2 separate regions of the Mus musculus genome follow, and region 2 is linked to region 1. Evidence: chromatin contacts called from public Micro-C data. All regions are on one chromosome and are shown on one strand. The core of a region is the stretch at or near the end of the contact, and the rest is flanking DNA. Distances in the headings are between cores, read along the strand shown. Region 1 overlaps Cdh23 (cadherin 23 (otocadherin)). Region 2 holds the start of Slc29a3 (solute carrier family 29 (nucleoside transporters), member 3).

Evidence for each region. Hi-C and Micro-C count contacts between places; a contact is called where the count stands out from the background.
Region 2: a contact with region 1 is called in a Micro-C map of trophoblast stem cells, with 12 times the contacts expected there. The contact joins the promoter of Slc29a3 here to the enhancer-like site in region 1. A contact is called at or near these places in 23 of 39 promoter capture datasets (the 3T3-L1 cell line, 3T3-L1-derived adipocytes, the C10 cell line and 12 more), 5 of 15 datasets of contacts at CTCF or cohesin (embryonic stem cells, large pre-B cells and pro-B cells), 117 of 484 Hi-C or Micro-C datasets (the 63-12 cell line, 8-cell embryo, B cells and 49 more), 17 of 115 datasets of contacts at active chromatin or transcription factors (the SCID.adh cell line, bone marrow-derived dendritic cells, bone marrow-derived macrophages and 4 more) and 1 of 9 other capture datasets (embryonic stem cells).

The regions. Positions count from the first base shown.
Region 1 is chr10:60,622,953-60,627,632 of GRCm38.p6, reverse strand. The region is part of intron 4 of Cdh23 (cadherin 23 (otocadherin)); the gene reads left to right. Among named protein-coding and RNA genes, the nearest start is that of Gm51803, 62 kb to the left of the region's middle. Within about 2 kb of position 2,527, at least 23 of the 459 cell types and tissues checked have an H3K27ac peak or open chromatin away from gene starts, as enhancers often do. A contact at or near this core is called in the 63-12 cell line, olfactory sensory neurons and trophoblast stem cells, where this site is marked.
Region 2 is chr10:60,750,345-60,755,024 of GRCm38.p6, reverse strand. It overlaps Slc29a3 (solute carrier family 29 (nucleoside transporters), member 3), which reads left to right and starts at 2,243. Exons shown (of 6, transcript NM_023596.3): 1 at 2,243-2,291; 2 at 4,341-4,639. The coding sequence starts at 2,291.

The sequences.
Region 1 (4,680 bases), core at 1,278-3,777:
GCCGAGCAACAGGTCCAACTGGATGGGAGGTTTGAGAAGAGAATTATGACAGAAAATGGAGGGCCACCATGTGGGGACCTCCAGACCAAATCATTCCCGTCTGGACTTGAGCCTAGGTACTGCTGAGCAGCAGGCATGTGCTGATAGCAAACACAGGGGCTTTGACACAGCCCCCTTATGGTCCTCCTTCTTCTTAATGAAGCTTTAGTGGCTCCCACTGGCCATACCTCCTTTCCAAGCTCCTTAGCCACTAGCTCAGCCTAACTAGGATCAGACCATGGCCCTTGGAGGTGTGTCTGGGCAGCCCATGTGGATGTTTGGTTCCCCTAAAAAGAGATATGGTCCTGTTCTTTCTCAGGGTACCCAGTCAGAGTGTTGCCCCAAGTTGATCTGGCCGTTTACCTTGTCCCTCCCTGGTGCCTTTTCCAAGTCCTCCCTGGCCACAGACCTCTGTAACAATGCTCCTCTGTAGCACACCCTCTCAGGGTTGATGGTAGCTTTCACTTTCTTTACTGGACTACTGGGTCTGACAACATCAGACCTGAGCAGACAGCTTTTCCCAGTGCACCCTTGTTACCCATAGTTCCCCAGTCAGACCCACCACCCATGGTGCTGATGCTCAAGAGAATCTTATTTATTTATTTAATGTGGGTCCGAGGGAGATTGCATGTAAATTTTCTGTTGCATGTAAATTTTAAAAAACACGTTTCCGTCTCAGCCTGGTACCTCAGCCCTTGCTCCTGGCTTAGCTCTGACATCAGCTGTCGGAAGTCCCACTCCCGACTTGTCCGTTCCTCCCAGCTTAGCTCTGACAACAGCTATCAACGACCCGACTTCTCCCTCTGTCTTCCCACCTTTGATCCTCAGATGAAAATACTTAGACAACTTTATTATTTTAGAATTTGTCAGGTAACACAGTTGCTGGGCGCAGAATCTCCTGCCCTAACCTTATCGGCTATCAGCTAGCTCCCGCCAACCTCCTGTGCCCTAGGTGCCCCAAGGCCTTGCATGACTGCTGCTTTCTTCTCCTTCCAATATATGGCTACAAAAGCCTCTTTCCCCCCAAAACACACACAGATACAGACACAGACACAGACACAGACACAGACACAGACACAGACACAGACACACACACACACACACACACACACACACACACACACACAAAGCTTTCCTGCTTCTCTTTTTCCTTCTCCTGGGACCCAGAAGTCCCACCTGTCCAACAATTGGCTCCAGGCTCTCTTTATTGACACAATCAAGAACTAATTAGGGAATCAGCACCTCCCCCTGCAGGAAGCTACAGTAACCTCTTGTTCCGCAAGAGCCCCAAGCCTGGCTTTTACTCCAGCCCCTCAGATCTTCCCCTTCCCTCTGCTACCGTCTAACTTTACTCCCACTCAAGTTAAAACAATGTTTCTACTGTGACATTATTGAAACAAAGTAAGCCGTGAGTTAGAGATATGACAAATACATTTTGACACTCACATATATGTCCTTGAAGCCACCGCCACAATCAAGACAGTGAACTTATCTGTCACTCGTAGTGTGTCTCCTGTTCCTTTGTCTCCTTCCTCCCCAACCAGATGACCCCTGGACAACTCCAATACCATGGGTTGACTTGTTTGTCCAGAAGTTTAGTAAGTGGAGGGCTATTTCTGGCTCTCAATTTGCATAATTGAATAATCATTTCAGTCCCACTGTTTGGTAAGTCAACAAACAGTTCATCTCCACTGGGGTGCTAGGTACCCCACGTGGAGCCTCATGCTCACAGGGCAGACACCTTACTGAGCCATCTCCCTAGCCCTGGTTTTCTTTTCTTCGCCCCCCCCCCTCCTCCTTTACCTCTTTCTCCTCTCCTCCTCTTCTTTTTCTTTGAGACAAGATCTCATGTAGCCTGGCTTGTAGCCCAACCTGGCCTTGAACTTGCTGTGTGATTAAGACTGACTTGGAAGTCTTGGTCTTCCTACCTTGACCTCATGAATACTGGGATTGTTGTTGTGTGCCAGCATGCCCAGTGATGTTTAGATTTCTCCCAATTTGGGGCTCCTCCGAATAAAGCCACCATGAACATCTATGTAATCTGTGCACACAAGCCCTTGAGTTGGGGACATCAAGGGAGCAATCTGCAGGCTGACAGTAAATGGCAGGGGTCGGGGGCAGAACTCTCTGTGCTCTGTGCCTGGCCCCTTTATCTATTAAGCCCGCTGAGTGGTAAAAGCTGAATGGCCCCAGGTGGTGGAATAATAGCGTCTTTAATTGTTCTCCGAATGAGATTAACTTCTTATCTGACAGTTTGACATCTTTAGTGTTATTAATGCCCAAATAATGCATTGTTATTTTTATAAACTCCATGGTGGCAAACATATTTCCCTTCATTTGAATTAAAAATAGATATATGTGTTACCTCTCATTACCCCAGGCTGGGTCCCTGGCTAGGGAAATGTGGACTGGGTAAAGAGAAGCCACATCCGCCTGTCACCTCCCAAGTGGCCTAAGGGGCTGGGCCCAGGAGCTAGTCACTTGGTAACTGCACATCTGAGACCTCTGGTGAGCCGTGAGCTATGAGATCCAGGTTATCTATGCCCCCTGGGATGATGTGTCACTTCCGGCTGTTCTAGGTGCTCCTGACCCTGAACATTGTTCTAGAGCAGTGGGAAAGCTTGTCCTGGGTAGTTTGCAGAAGGATGCTTGTCTTATTGTTTTTCCTCTTTTATCCTTTCTTTTCTCTCCGCCCCCCCCCCCTCCTCTTGGACTGTGGGTTCTACCTCCAGGTGACCCATGCTAACGGAGGACTGGGGGAGAGCGGGGCTGTACTAAGGTCATAGAGCCCAGGTTCTGTGTTAGAATACTCAGCTGCAGATCCAGATATCTCAGCACAAGTTATGCATTTATTCTGAGCCTCAGCTTCTCTGAAGTGGAGAGTAATGTCTGCCTTTCCACAAGTCAATGTAAACACAGTGGCTGCTGCCCGGGGCTCAGCAGAGCCCAAACGACATCATCAGCGGTAATTATTCTAGTGCCACCTGCTCAAACGCTCCGGTGGGGGTGGGGCCCTGTGGAATGACTGCTGAAGCCGGGGTCAGGAAGCTCCAGGAGGGAGGACTACCTACCCTCTTCCCCTGCTGCCAGGCCCCTTGGCACCTCCACTTACCCCAGCGTTAGCCAGGCTGTCAAGGTCGATAATGCCTCTGCCTTGGAAATCTGGCGCCGACGTCTTTATCAAAGCCAATATTAATTTTCACTAATTAGGAGCCGCCACTAATGAGTGTCACAGCTAATTTAGCTCATCTGTAACCCAGGAACAGCACCGTTCTTGGGCCAGGCTTTCTGAGTCCTGGATGCTGGTGCCCATCACTTCCCTGCTTCCTGGCCGCTGTGCAGGAGCCACCAGCTGCCAGTGTTGCTGTTCCTTTGAGCTGCATTGGCTGGCTGGCCCTGTGGAGGGTCTGTTGGCCTCTGCTTCCAGGAAGTGTTTGTACCCCGGGGAGGGGTCAGTGTATGTCTCAGCAGTCCTGAAAGCGGGTTCTGAGGTCCCTTTGAGAATTCCATCTTATTAGGACCATACACCTGCAGAGACGCTGGCTGCATCTGGTACCTTCTTTGCTTCCGTGAGGAAGCCTTCAGAGCTTTTTCCCTCCTAGAGTCTTGGGTCACTGGACACATGCTTGGAGCTAATCAGAGACTGGTACAAGTAAGGGCCTGGGTTCTGGAAGCTTAGATCCATTAGGGCTGTGCCTTGGTTTCCTGGAGAAAGTAGTATAATGTCTTGGGGGAAATCATGCCAGCAAAACAAGGTGTGTGTCGGCGCTCCCATTCCTGCTGTGACTGGATGGTCTTCATTGCTAGGCTTGCTCTATAGATGCTATCCCTTTGAGGGAACTGACCTGCAAACTCTCCTCTCAGTTTCTCTGCAGAGGACTTTGCTGACAGAGTCAAGCACCCTGGCTGTTTCCCTGGCTGCAGACAGAGATCTTCCTCCCCCAGCCCCCCACCGACACCCCCCCCCCCCCAGCTCCTTTCTCCCAAGATCCTAGGAGATTCTGGATAAATAGTGGGTAAACAGGTGGGCCTCTGCCCTTTACACTAGGGACGAACATGAAGACCTCTTCTCCCCAGGCCCTTGGGGCCATTACCAGTTCCCAGCTTGGGCTGGGATGTGGTCCTGTTCTGAACCCTGGCTCAGGCCATTTTGTTGGGCTGACATTGCTCCTTCCTTCTCTGTTACTTCCAGTTGACACAGAGCAGCCTTGACCGGGGAAGTCAGCCCTCGAACACTCCAGCCCCCTGTGGTAAACAGGGTCTCCTCCCCTCTGGCCTTGTAGGCGTCTGCATACTACTGAGGAACCAAAGGAAGGCCACATTGGGAGGGAATTCTATGTGTGGGAGGACTTCTGTCCCCACTCTCAGTTCTTACAGTACAGCTCAAGCCCTAGTCTCAGGGAGGGAGGGCTGGGGAGGGGAGGACGTCTTTTTTTGCACTTATCACCTCCAAAAAGCGACCTTCAGGCCGAGCCAAGTTTGGGGGAAGTGCCTTCAGGCGTGACAGATTTGACTATAAATCTTCTGCATTAATGCCCGGTTCCCAAGGTCTGTCATTCTGTATGTCACGTGACAAGTACAAACTGTGCAGGGCCCATCAGTCACCACTGGGTCCCCACCCCCGTTGGCTTTGTCTGAGGC
Region 2 (4,680 bases), core at 994-3,493, 130 kb before region 1:
CAGAGAGAAAAGAGAGGCTACTTAAGAGAGAGCAATGCAGAGAGGAAGAGGGGAGGAAGACAGTCCTTACTGGGACAGTTGTCCAGAGACAGGTTGCAGAGGGAAAACAAGCCAGACACAGGTGAAGACAGAAGGAACCAGAGAATGAGAGGGAGCCCAAGGACCAGAACAGATTGCTGAAGTTAGTATGAGCCTGAGCAGAGCAATTCAGGAGAAGCCTAGAAAAGCCAGATTGAGTCAGTCAGTGTAGAGAGGACTTTGAGCCAGAATAGCTGAGTTGAACCAGACAGCCAGAACTCAGAAAAAAAAACTAGGAAAGGGTGAGCTTGAAATTCAGCAGTCTCAGAGGCTGTAAACATTCTAGGCCTAGGTAAGATTGTACAGAGGCTAGAAGCTTCCAAGACTAGGCCTAGGTTAGCAGACAGAGGCAGTAAACCTCTGAGACAACAATTACATTAGGCCAATGAAAGGTACTTTTATAGCTATGCCTTGTAGGTGGCCCTGGCTTGTATTAAAGCAAACCAGAGGGCAACTTTACTCCACGGCTTCTGTCTCAGTTCCTGCCTCCAGGAGTTCCCTAACTCCTGAGTTTCTACCACCGAGAGATCAAGTCCTGTAAGCCTCAGTTTCTTCCTGGTGTCTGCTTTAATTCTTGCTTCCAGCTTCCTATCTTCAGTTTTGGCTCCGATTCCCCTCAGTGGAGTTCTAAGATGAAATTAACCCTTTCCGTCCCAAGTCAGTTTTACTCCGGGGTTTTATCACAGCAAAGGACACAGGGAGACAAGGAGAACCGCCCAGGCTACCTTCTTGTTTGCTGTGCTTTTTCTGATCCTGAGGTAACCTTTGCCTCCTCTGTGCCCTGTAGGGAGTGTGCCCACGGCTTGGAGCATGCTAGCTTCTGCTCTCCCACAGAGCCGAATTCCAGACCTCACGTGTTCCCCTTGCAGTTGAGGCTGGTATTTAGGCCATGTTTTGAGATTTACTCATTTCTCTGAGCCTCACCCACGTGTGTATGTGGGTATGCATGTCTGATGTGTGTGCATATGTACATGTGTGCATGGGTGCATGTATACATATATGTGAGTGTGTCTAAAAGTGTGCATGTGTATGTGTGTGAGTGGGCAAGTGTGTGTGTGTCTGTGTTACACATTATTAAAAGCCTGTTGTTTTTCTTCTGTGTTTGATATTAGGGATCCTTTGCCAACTAGGAACCATGATGGGTAGAGAAAATTCTATTTTTTCCCCCTTCACACTTATGAAAAGAAGCCTACTAAGCTTTGGCATCAGTAAGTCCCCAGCTGGTCTCTGGGACTGGCCCACACCAGCCTTGCTTGTGCCCACGTTTTCTCTGGTCTAGCGCAGGACATCAGCCAACTCCTACTCTGCCTCTTTCTTTTCCCCTCCTGTCCTTACCTCCTCTCCTCAGGTGATCTGTAAGGACAGCGCAGGCATGTATACTCCAACCCTAACGCCGCCAGGGTCTCAAGTAACCTGGGCTGACCACTATGTAGCTAAGGTGAGCCTAAACCCCAGAGCCTCCCAAGTGCGGGTGGTAGGTGACACCTACACGTCCCCTGCAGGGCAGCGGAGGAAGTCACCCCCCAGTGGTAAGGGATTGGGTAGAAAGGAAGCCCAAACTTCTGCCACTCTTGGGTGTTTCCTTAGGTTCCCCACTTTTCTCTCTCTCTCTCAAAAAGAAAACAAAAACAAAGCACATCGGTTCCGTAACCCCCACTCTGCACTCGGAGCTGTACAGGAGCCATCTTCAGCTCTCTCCTGAACTTTGATCTCAGAGTCTCCCAAAAGTTTCTCTTCTGCAGATGTGGCATCTGGATTGCCCCTCCAACACAAATCTGCTCACTCTGGCCTCGCTCACTGCCACCAAATAGCTTCAAGCTCTCTCTGCGGCTCTCCACCTAGGCTGGGAGGCCAAGTTCATCTTGCTGGTACATCCTGCTCTGGAAGTATTGAGGGGGAGCAGGGGGCTGTGGGGCACCCTAGGGAATGAGGCGGTGGATACCAATAGGGAGTCAGGCAGGACCTGTTCCAAAGCCACACTTTTTTCACTTTGCAATTGGACGCCTGCAGTTACTGCCGTAGGCCAGGAAGAGGCGCGCGTGGGGGCGGGGCCAGAGGGAGGAGTCGGCAAACCCGGAAGCGCTGAACGGGGCGTGGTGAGCTGAGAAAAGGAGGGCGGGGCTGGGAGGACAAGGGCGGAGCCCGGCCTGGCTGAGCTCTGGTCACAGTGGCCCAGCGCCTTGGACCTGGTGGAGGTAGCAGCGGCAGCGACAGTAAGTGCGGGTGCAGCGGCCCCCATGCTTGGCTGGGTCTTCCCTTCCCGAGGCTGAGCCTGGCCTCTCCTCCACACTCTTCTCTGGTCCCGCGTGTGGGGACAGGTCGGCCCGAAAGATCCAGAAGGCTTTGCGGGTCCGGATCGGATGCCACAGCTGCCTCTGCAGCGAGGACTTGTCTTAGCCTACTGCCAGGCTCGCTCTTGGACCCCAGCCTGTGTCCACAGGAGCCATCGTGGCACACGGGCTGGCCAGACATGTTCTCAGTCCCCAGACTCCTACCCTTTCCAGCTCTGACTGGTCCTTACCCCAGGACCCCAGTCAGAGGCAGGGACAGCTTGGCCCCGGGAGGTTCTCCGCCTCCTCTCCTTTCTTTGTCTTTCTCTATTCATCCAAAGCCACAGCTACCTTTTATAAAGAGTAATAAGGCGTTGCTCAGTCCACTGCACCGCCCGTGACCTGGTTAGAGAAGATCCCTGGCAACTTCAGATGCTTGGTCAAGGCTGAGTAGTCCTTGATGAATAGACACAGTAGCTGAGAAGGGACTTCAGACCTGTGTGGGTCTGGGTGACCCACACTGAGCCGCTGAGCCGTGCGCCCACCCTCCTAGCCTGAACTTCTGGAAATGGAACAGGTCCTTGCCAGTTCTCTGATGCTTCATGATTATCTTTCACACTAAAAAAGAAAATACGTGTACATATGTGTGCCTTTGTGTGGGTATGTGCAGTTCTTTCAGGTGCCCACAAAAGCTACAGGAGGGCATAGAATTCCCTGGAACAGGAGTTAAAAGTAGCTGAGCTACTTGACTAGGGTGCTGGGAACTGAACACGGGTCATTTGAAAGAACAGCAAGCGCTCTTCACTGCTGAAACATTTCTCTAGATTCTGTTTATATTTAAAAAACAAACAATAATTTAAAGCACGTTTGCATGGATGGCCCTGTCTAGGTCCTTGCATGGTCCTCTTTGGTCTTTGTGTGAATTAAGGCTGTAGAGGGGTCTGCTCAGCTTGCTAGGACACTGTAGAACCTCTGGCCTGCCTGAGCCAGGGCTCCGCTGCAATAGTCAGGGATCTGTTTATCCAGCAGTGCTGATGAGGGGCATTCCCCTTGTTTGTCTCTGCTCATAGCTTCTTGCTGCAGGAAGCCTTCAAGAGGGAGGGCTATGGGGACTTGGAACCAGCAGATGGAGTCACATTCCCAGATTATCCCTGGGGGTTGGGGGAGGGAGATGAGGTTAGGGAAACCCCCCCCCCCCCCCAGGGCATCCAGACAGCGTGACTGTATCATCCATGCCCCTGTGACCTAGGCAAGTGGCTTGAACTTTCTGAGCCTCATATTCCTCCGGACCTAATACCCGGCTGTCATGGCTCACTCACTGGGTGTCGCTGGCACTCTGAAGTCCTGGAGTGGTTTCTTTGTGAAATAGGGTCTCACTTAGTCCAGGTTAGCCCTTAAACTCGATATGTAGCAGGGCTGACCTTGAATCCTGATCTTCCTGCCTTCACCTCCAGAGTGTTACTGGGTTGTAGATGTATGTGCACAGCCTGGCCTAACTTGATTGAACAGCAAGCACACATTGTTCAAATTCAAAAGGCATAAAAAAAAAAAGACTTAACAAGGATGCTCCCTCCCTGTCCCAGTCTCCCTTGAAAACACCCACTGTTGGAAGACCTCTGTGTACCTTCCAAGGTATGCTTGTTCCCACCCAGGTTCCAATTTCTATGTAAATGCATTTAGCCCAGGCTTGTCCTTCTGCACTGCTTGCCTTAGTCTACACCTGCAATGGTGTTCACACTGCCTAATGTGTTGGCTGTGTTGCCCTTACATAGTTGGAATGACCTTGGAAGTCACTACAGTTATCATAGCCTGTTCTTCTAGTTTGATTTTTGTTTTTCTTCTTGCTCCCAAGACTGGAAGCTCTCCAGCCAGGCTTTGGGGACAGGGTAGACCCAGCATGGACGAGAGATGTCTTCTAGGATGCATCAGTCCCCAGCCTCCATGCTCGCTCGCTCATTCACCTGCTCTGTGTCTCTCTCTCTGCCCACACAGTGGCCTTTGCCTCTGAGGACAATGTATACCACAGCTCCAATGCTGTCTACAGAGCCCCGAGTAACCATCAAGAAGCTGACCAGGAAGCCCTGCTGGGGAAACTACTAGACTACCCAGCCCCGGGCCTGCAGAGGCCAGAGGATCGCTTCAATGGTGCCTACATCATCTTCTTCTGCCTGGGAATTGGGGGCCTACTGCCCTGGAACTTCTTTGTCACTGCTAAGGAGTACTGGGCATATAAACTCCGAAACTGCTCCAGCCCAGCGTCCGGGGAGGACCCTGAGGACATGGACATCCTGGTAAGGGCTGTTTCCCTCACAGGGGAGAGGGGAGCAGGCAG